Linked DNA regions of Pan troglodytes: region 2 is linked to region 1. A link is a contact called in public HiChIP or PLAC-seq data. All regions are on one chromosome and are shown on one strand. Each heading gives the region's core, a stretch centred on a gene start, on an enhancer-like site or on the middle of the called end of the contact. The rest is flanking DNA. Distances are from core to core; before and after follow the strand shown.

The links. HiChIP or PLAC-seq counts read pairs in DNA pulled down with a chosen protein or histone mark.
Region 2: a contact with region 1 is called in an H3K4me3 HiChIP or PLAC-seq map of stem cell-derived excitatory neurons, with 2.6 times the contacts expected there. The contact joins the promoter of TNFSF12 here to the promoter of ELP5 in region 1.

Annotation. Positions count from the first base shown.
Region 1 is chr19:17,759,461-17,763,017 of NHGRI_mPanTro3-v2.0_pri, reverse strand. ELP5 (elongator acetyltransferase complex subunit 5) reads right to left here and starts at 1,357. Exons shown (of 9, transcript XM_016931417.4): 1 at 999-1,357; 2 at 484-654; 3 at 248-308; 4 at 80-160. The coding sequence starts at 577. It overlaps CTDNEP1 (CTD nuclear envelope phosphatase 1), which reads left to right and starts at 1,449. Exons shown (of 9, transcript XM_016931418.4): 1 at 1,449-1,886. The coding sequence starts at 1,785.
Region 2 is chr19:18,059,874-18,063,578 of NHGRI_mPanTro3-v2.0_pri, reverse strand. TNFSF12 (TNF superfamily member 12) reads right to left here and starts at 1,994. Exons shown (of 7, transcript NM_001205129.1): 1 at 1,740-1,994; 2 at 1,531-1,578; 3 at 859-934; 4 at 202-255; 5 at 76-111. The coding sequence starts at 1,898.

The sequences.
Region 1 (3,557 bases), core at 108-2,607:
GTTCTGCGCTTGTTGTAAAGAAATTTCCTTAGCAATATAGGTCTCAAATTTAATCAAATCTCTTCCAACTGGTACTTACCGATTGTTGATATCAGAGTCAAAACCTTCACGAAACTCTTCCTCGCTCACTTCACAGCCCAGGATATGCACTTGCTCCCCACTAAGGCAGAGATGAGAAGGGATTGTCAAAGAGTGGGCACAGGTGCCCTATCCAGGGTAGGCCGGGGAGACACTGTGGGATACTCACCACAGTGCAGATTTCTTGACAAGCGCCTTCAAGAGACTGCGCCCCTCCCACTCCACGGAATCTGCAGAGCGAGGGACGGATAAAGAGTATGAGAGCGCTGGGATTACCGCCTTCGCGAACCCGTCGCGATTTCCACACCTAGCCTGTGACCCCTGGCCCTTCCTGCCCACTTCCGTCCCCTCAGCCAGGCCCGAACCGCACCCCCCCCCCCCCCACACCGTGCCTCTGGCTCTCACCCCGAAGCAGCACCAGGCCGCCCAAGGCCAACAGCGAGTCCAACATCTCCAACTCGCGTCCGGTCCCTGCTCTGGCGCCCTCTGATGGCGTCATGACCCAGTGTCCCGCCCCCTCGGGGTGAAACGGGCGGAGGACTCGGGCGTCCTCCCACCATTAAGACCTAACATAGTCTGGAATGAGAGGTGATTATGTTCAATATTCCCAGGGGAGCGCTCACGCGGAGGGCCCCCGTCCCCGAGCCCTGGCGCACAGTCGTGCGGACAACGACCCCGTCTACATTTTCACTGTGACCGGGGCGGGAAGAGCAGTGACGGCAGTTGTCAGTGGGAGGGGGAGGAGGACCCACAAGCCCCCCGCGAGGGCCCTAAGCGCGGGGCCAAGTGCCGTCACTCGCCCCGCCCACGCAGCTTGAGGCGGGGCCTGCTTCGCCTCAGGCCCCGCCCCGCGGCCACCTTCTGCGCGTGCGCAATACTGCAGCCTCGTTTGGAGTGCTTTTGGCTTTCCTTATACCTACCCCCCATAGACCGCGCAGGAGGAACTTAGTCCCGGTGAAGCGAATACACGTCACCACCGGAAGTAGTGTCAAAGGGGAAGAGGAGGGGGAAAGACAGGAAGAGGGAGTCCTTTGGACGGTAAAATGGCGCCTGTCAGAGTGGGAAACCCAGCTGCAGAGGCTGCAGCCCCGCTCCCCAGCGGCTAAAGGACCCCCGAGCTCGGGGAGGGGGAGGCCGCTCCGGCCCAGCGCTCCGCGCCCTCCGGCTCCCCCTCCCCCTCCTTCCCTGCTCCTTCGCTCTGCCCGCCCGTTCTCCGCTGCCGCGGCCCTTTGCGCGCCGCTGCCCCCGCCCTCCCCGTTCCTGCGGGCAGCCCCCTAGCGCGCCTGCGCAGCGGGCCACTCTCCGCTTTCCCCCCCTCCCCCTCCCTTTTCCCTTCCTCCCTTTTCCCTAGCCCCCTCCCCCACTGCCCCCTCCCCCAATTATCCTTCCCCTTCCCTCCTGGTCTCCGAGGACCCCATCCTAGCCCTACCTGTCTCGGCCCGCAACCTCCCCGAAGCCGTCGGTGCCACTCCCAGCCCATGTGGGCCCCCGCGGGCTGCCCACGCCAGTCCCCCAGCTCCCTGTTCCGCTGGGCTTTCCCCTCGCCAGGGGTGGCTTTCTGAGCCGCCCGCTCCGTGCCCCTCTCTGCAGCCTCTCCTGCCACTCGGGGCCCCCGTTCCCCCTCCCGGCGGCGGGGGGCTGCCCCCGGGGGGCTGGCGGAGCTGGGCCGCGGGGGCCCCGGGGCCGGCGGTGCCGGGGTCATCGGGATGATGCGGACGCAGTGTCTGCTGGGGCTGCGCACGTTCGTGGCCTTCGCCGCCAAGCTCTGGAGCTTCTTCATTTACCTTTTGCGGAGGCAGATCCGCACGGTGAGCCAGGGTGGGCGCTGGCGGTGTTGAGGACGTCTGTCCGTGGTGCTCAGGGGTTTTCGGAGTGTCGGGCCTCTGTTTGGGCCTAGGAAGGGAATCCTGGCTGGGGCTTTTCTCGCCAGAGAATTGGGCACCCTAAGCGGGGCGAGGTGGGAGACCCTTGTAATAGAACCTTGCCCTTGGGGGTTTTGATGGAGCTAGATGGGTCAGGATTTGGCAACTCTTGGGGGCTAAGGTGGTGGGTGGGGCGCTGTTTAAGAAAGCTGGAGTTGTTGCTAAAGAAACCAAGAGGCGGGGAACACCTGTTTGATGACAGCCGGATCTGTGGATGGGGGCTTGGGAAAGACCCTATTTGGAACCTCGGTGTGTGTTTGGTCCCATAACAAGGAAGAGACAGACTTGTGTGTCAAGGGTGGAGGTGGGTGGGAGGGCATACGTTACAAACAAGGACTGGAACTTGGGAAAGCCCTGGATGTGAAGGAGAAACGCCTGCGGTTCCCATTAAGAGAATTCCTTCAAAAAGGCTGTGAAAATTTATTTCATAGTGTGAGTGTAGGTATCTGGATTTATTGAAGACTAAAGCAGATGCTTTTACGATGGGCCTCTTTAATTGTGGGAGGGAGTTCAAGGTGGGTGCTGTGCCCACCATTGAAGTTTGGGTGTCCCTGTCAGAGGACAGCGCTGGGCAGTTGTAGGGCTTGAAAACGAGGACGTTTGCTTCTCCAGGAGAGCCTAGCATTCTGAGGGAAACTGTCCGGATGGACCCAAGCATCTCTGGGTCCCCTCCCCCTTAGCTTTTCTCCAAGGTCAGAGGTCCTTCAGCTAACAGCACTTTAAATGAATGTGCTCTTGTGGTCTCACCACCACCAGGGAGAATCCTCGGAAGGAGTCTGGGGAGAATTTAGTAAGCGGAGACACAGGTTCTGGGTCTGTACTGTGGTCTGTACCCCTTAGCATACCTCAATACAATTTGAAAGAATAAACCCAGGTTGGGGTGACCTGGGGTTCAGGGAATTTCCAGAAAGCCCTCAGTGGTAGTGGTGATTGATTTAACTGATTTGGAAGAGTGGGTCTGGCCTTGGGTTCATTCTGTCCTTTACCAGTCTGCTTCCACTTCCTGATTTAGGGCGCGAACAGTACAGGATGGTTGTGGCTGTAGGCAGCAGCGCTATTCCCCCGAGACAAGAGCTAGGAGCCAAGAAAAATTTAGGGTCAGAGATGCTGGGATATGTGTGGGGCTATCTCCTGGGGTTTTCTTTTCTGAGACAGTCTCGCTTTGTCGCCCAGGCTGGAGTGCAGTGGTGCCATCTCCGCTCACTGCAACCTCCACCTCCTGGGTTCAAGCGATTCTCCTGCTTCAGCCTCTCTAATAGCTGGGATTACAGGCACCTGCCACCACACCTGGCTAATTTTTGTAATTTTAGTAGAGACGGGTTTTCACCATGTTGGCCAGGATGGTCTCAAACTCCTGACCTCAAGTGATCTGCCCGCCTTGGCCTCCCAAAAGTACTGGGATTGAGCCACTGCACCCGGCCTCCAGGGGTTTTCTTTATGGGTTGACTGCCGTCTTCTCTGACGTTCTCGCTCCAACACATCAGTTTTCTGGGCATACGGAGTGGTGCTTCAGCTCATCCACAGGTTACTTCCAAAATTGCTCTCCTTTGGGCAGCA
Region 2 (3,705 bases), core at 745-3,244, 300 kb before region 1:
AGGGAGTGGGAGGTCAAAGGTTTTCAAGGGCCCTTTTCCCAGGAGGCCAGTGCTGTGGGGGGGATGGGGTCTCACCTGCCTGCGCTCCGTCCTGTCCAGGTCGTGGATGAACTGTAAAGTACAGGAAAAGGCTGGTGAGACCTGCCCTGACCCTCTGCCACCTGCCCCTCTCCTCCTGGGTATGGCTCACCCATCACCCACCTTCATAATGGGCTGCGATCGCTCTTCGAGCCCGTGTTTTCCGGCCTTTAGGTGCTGAGGATCAAGGAAAGACAGATGAGCAAAGCGGGCCCTAGTGGGGGTCCCAGAGCAACTCTCTCAGCCCCATTCCCCTCTCAGGAACCCTGGCATCCTTATTCTTGTCCAGACTCCTGGCCTTAGAATCTCAGGCCTCATCTTCCTCAGTAAGTAGAGTGACTATAATTTGTCATCCACACTGGGATACTGCTGAGAGCAAAACGGGAAGCTGCTACTAATCACACCGAGATAACAGGTGGGGGCCAGGACAACTGCATGCCAACTTGGACACATGGTCATTCGGCCACCCCATCATCCCATTCCTAAGTCTCTTTGCCTACCGGGGTCCAGGCCTCTGACTCCCAGGCCTAGTCTCCATCAGGATCCCAGTAGTTCTTCTAACTCATGGCCACCCTGCCTTCCTGTTTGGGGTAGGGTCTGAAGGAGCACATCCATATGACAGAAGGAGCTTCAGAGGAGGGCGAGAATCCCTAGGTTTGAGTCTTGGCTGGTTAGCTGCATGACTCTGAACTCCTTTCACCCTCCGTGCCTCAGTTTCTCCCTGTGGATAATGGTTTTTGCTCTGCCCGCTTCCTGAGGTTGGGATAGAGGGATGCTCACCACTTCTGCGAGGCCGAACTAGTCGGTTCAGGAAAGGCGCAGGATCCTGGCTTTCTTCTGTCTGGGGATTCAGTTCCTAGGGGAATTAGGGCAGGGTTCAACCACAGACTCCCAGAGATATAAAGTGAGACAGACGGGGCCTGTCAGGAGAGCCACCAGCCAGCAACAGACACAGAAGTCAGGGACAGATTAAGCCCCTCAGCCAACTACAGCTGGGGCCCCGGGCAAAGGTGAAGCTGGGAGTCAGGCCCCAGTCCTCACCCTTTCCTCTAGACCAGCTACACTTTCCCACCCACACACAACCAACGCAGACCCTGCATTCAATTGGCACATTGCACACATGCCCACACCCAGTCACCACGCACAGAGGATACACACCCTGTACACAACCGCACCCCTCTTCCACGCAGACTCACATATCTTATACAACCACGTCACCCCCAGCCAATAAACACCTCAGACTCAGGTGGCACAACCCCAGCACAAACCCCTCACACAGAGTTGTCACCACGCACACACACCCCTGCAGACACACACCCATGCACGCACTGTGTTCACACACACCCTGCACACACCGCGAGTACGGCTGGCACAGCTGCACACACCTGCAGCCTCGGCTGTGCACACTTCCCATGCCCCAGCAGCCTGCAGACCGCGCCCACGCCCACTCACCGACGGGTCCTGGTCCTCCTCTGCCACCAGCTCCTCCTGGGCAGGCTCCTGCTGGGAAGGAGGGAGCGTCACCCCGTGCCGCTCCACCTGACATCTCACCCTCCACCCATCCTCCCTTCCCCTTGCCTTCAGCCCACGAGGCCCCCAGCGGCCCCTCTGCAGTCTCAGCTCCTGATGTGCCCAAGAAGGGGTGCGCAGCGGGGCCTCACCTGGGCGGACAGCGATGCCCGGCTCCCCAAACTGACCACGGCCAGCAGGAGGCCGAGGCAGGCCAGCGCCAGGCCCAGGCCCAGCGCGAGCGGGACCAGCAGGGCGGTGCCCGGCTCCCCCCGGCGCCCCCTCCGCCTCTGGCTCCGACGGGCGGCCATGGGGGCGGGGGGCTGTGCCTGCCTCACCGCCCCCCCATCCCGGGACCCGAGGGATCGGGGGAGGGGGAGCCGGCGGGCGGATCGGGCCGGGGAGAGGGAGGGGCAAGGGAAACGGGGCGGGAGGGGGCGCTGGGGACAGGAAGCCGGACGCTGTGTGTGATTAAACTCCGAGTCTCTCGCCGGGCGCTGTGCGCGCAGCGAACGGAGTGGGCGCCCACCCGACCTCTGAGCGCCCAGCCCGGGCGTGCACCACCAGGGCGAGGTCCGTTGTGTGCGGCCGCGGGAGCGATGGGGCTATGCGTGTGCGGGCACCTCCTGCGGGGAGGTGGGGAACTCAGGAAGGCCTGTTGGTTCAGATTCTTCTGTGTCCCTGTGTCTTCAGAGATAAGGACCCTCCTTTCCCCCAGGTGCAGGGAGGGCGCCTCTCACAGGAGGCTATTATTTGCTTCTTCAGGAAAAGGGCAGGGAGTTCCAGGTTGTATGACCTGGTTCAGGGAAGAAGGGCAGGAGAAGGTAAGAAAGATCCTTCGGCTTCTGCGGTTTTCTCAAATTCCTTCAGCTTAAAACGCTCATTGTGCCGAGGTGCATCGTTTAGGGTAGCACGTTCTGAAGCCCATCATTACCAATGATTGCCAAGCATCTGAGGAGGACCAGCAGCATGCAAAAGAAACACCAAAATTGGTCCGGCAGGTGGCTTACGCCTGTAATCCCAGAAGGCCAAGGCTGGGGGCCAGGAGTTCAAGATCAGCCTGGGCAAGAGCAAGACCCCATCTCTACAGAAAAGTTTTAAAAAAATTAGCCCACGCCTGTAGTCCCAGCTACTCAGGAGGCCGAGGTAGGAGGATTGTTTGAGCCCAGGAGTTTGAGGCTGCAGTGAGCTGTGATTGCACCACTACACTCCAGCCTGGGCAACAGACCTTGTCTCAAAAAAAAAAGAAAGAAAGAAAGAAAGAAAGAAAAAGGACCAAAATTGGCTGGGCGCGATGGTTCACGCCTGTAATCCCAGCACTTTGGGAGGCCGAGGCGGGTGGATCACGAGGTCAGGAGATCAAGACCTGCCTGGCCAAGATGGTGAAACCCTGTCTCTAATAAAAATACAAAAAAATTAGCCGGACGTGGTGGCAGGCGCCTGTAGTTCCCAGCTACTCGGGAAGCTGAGGCAGAGAATTGCTTGAACCCAGGAGACAGAGGTTGCAGCGAGCTGAGATCACGCCACCACACTCCAGCCTGGGCAACACAGCAAGACTCTATCTCAAAAAAAAAAAAAAAGAAAGAAAGAAAGACCAAAATTAACAAACAAAATTTGACATTGGAGGAAACAGAGATAATTCAGGATACAAAGAGTACTACCTAATATACTTAAAGAGAGTCAAGAAAAAGCATCCATAGAGCTGGGCATGGTGGTGCATGCCTGTAGTCCCAGCTACTCAGGAGGTTGAGATGGGAGGATCACCTGAGCCTGGGAGGTTGAGGCTGCAGTGAGCTGTGATCACACCACTGCATTCCAACACGAGCAACAGAGTAAGACCCTGTCAAAAAAAAAAAAAAAAAAAAAAAGAGTATGCAAAGAAAGAAAAGCAGTTAGAATCTCCAGAAAATTTTCAAAACTGAAATCACAATGTAAATAAAAAACAGCTGGGGCCAGTTGTGGTGGCTCATGCCTGTAATCCCAGCACTTTGGGAGGCCAAGGCCGGTGGATCACAAGGTCAGGAGTTCAAGACTAGCCTGGCCAAGATGGTGAAACCCTGTCTCTACTAAAAAAACAAAAATTAGCTGGGCACGGTGGCGGGCACCTGTAATCTCAGC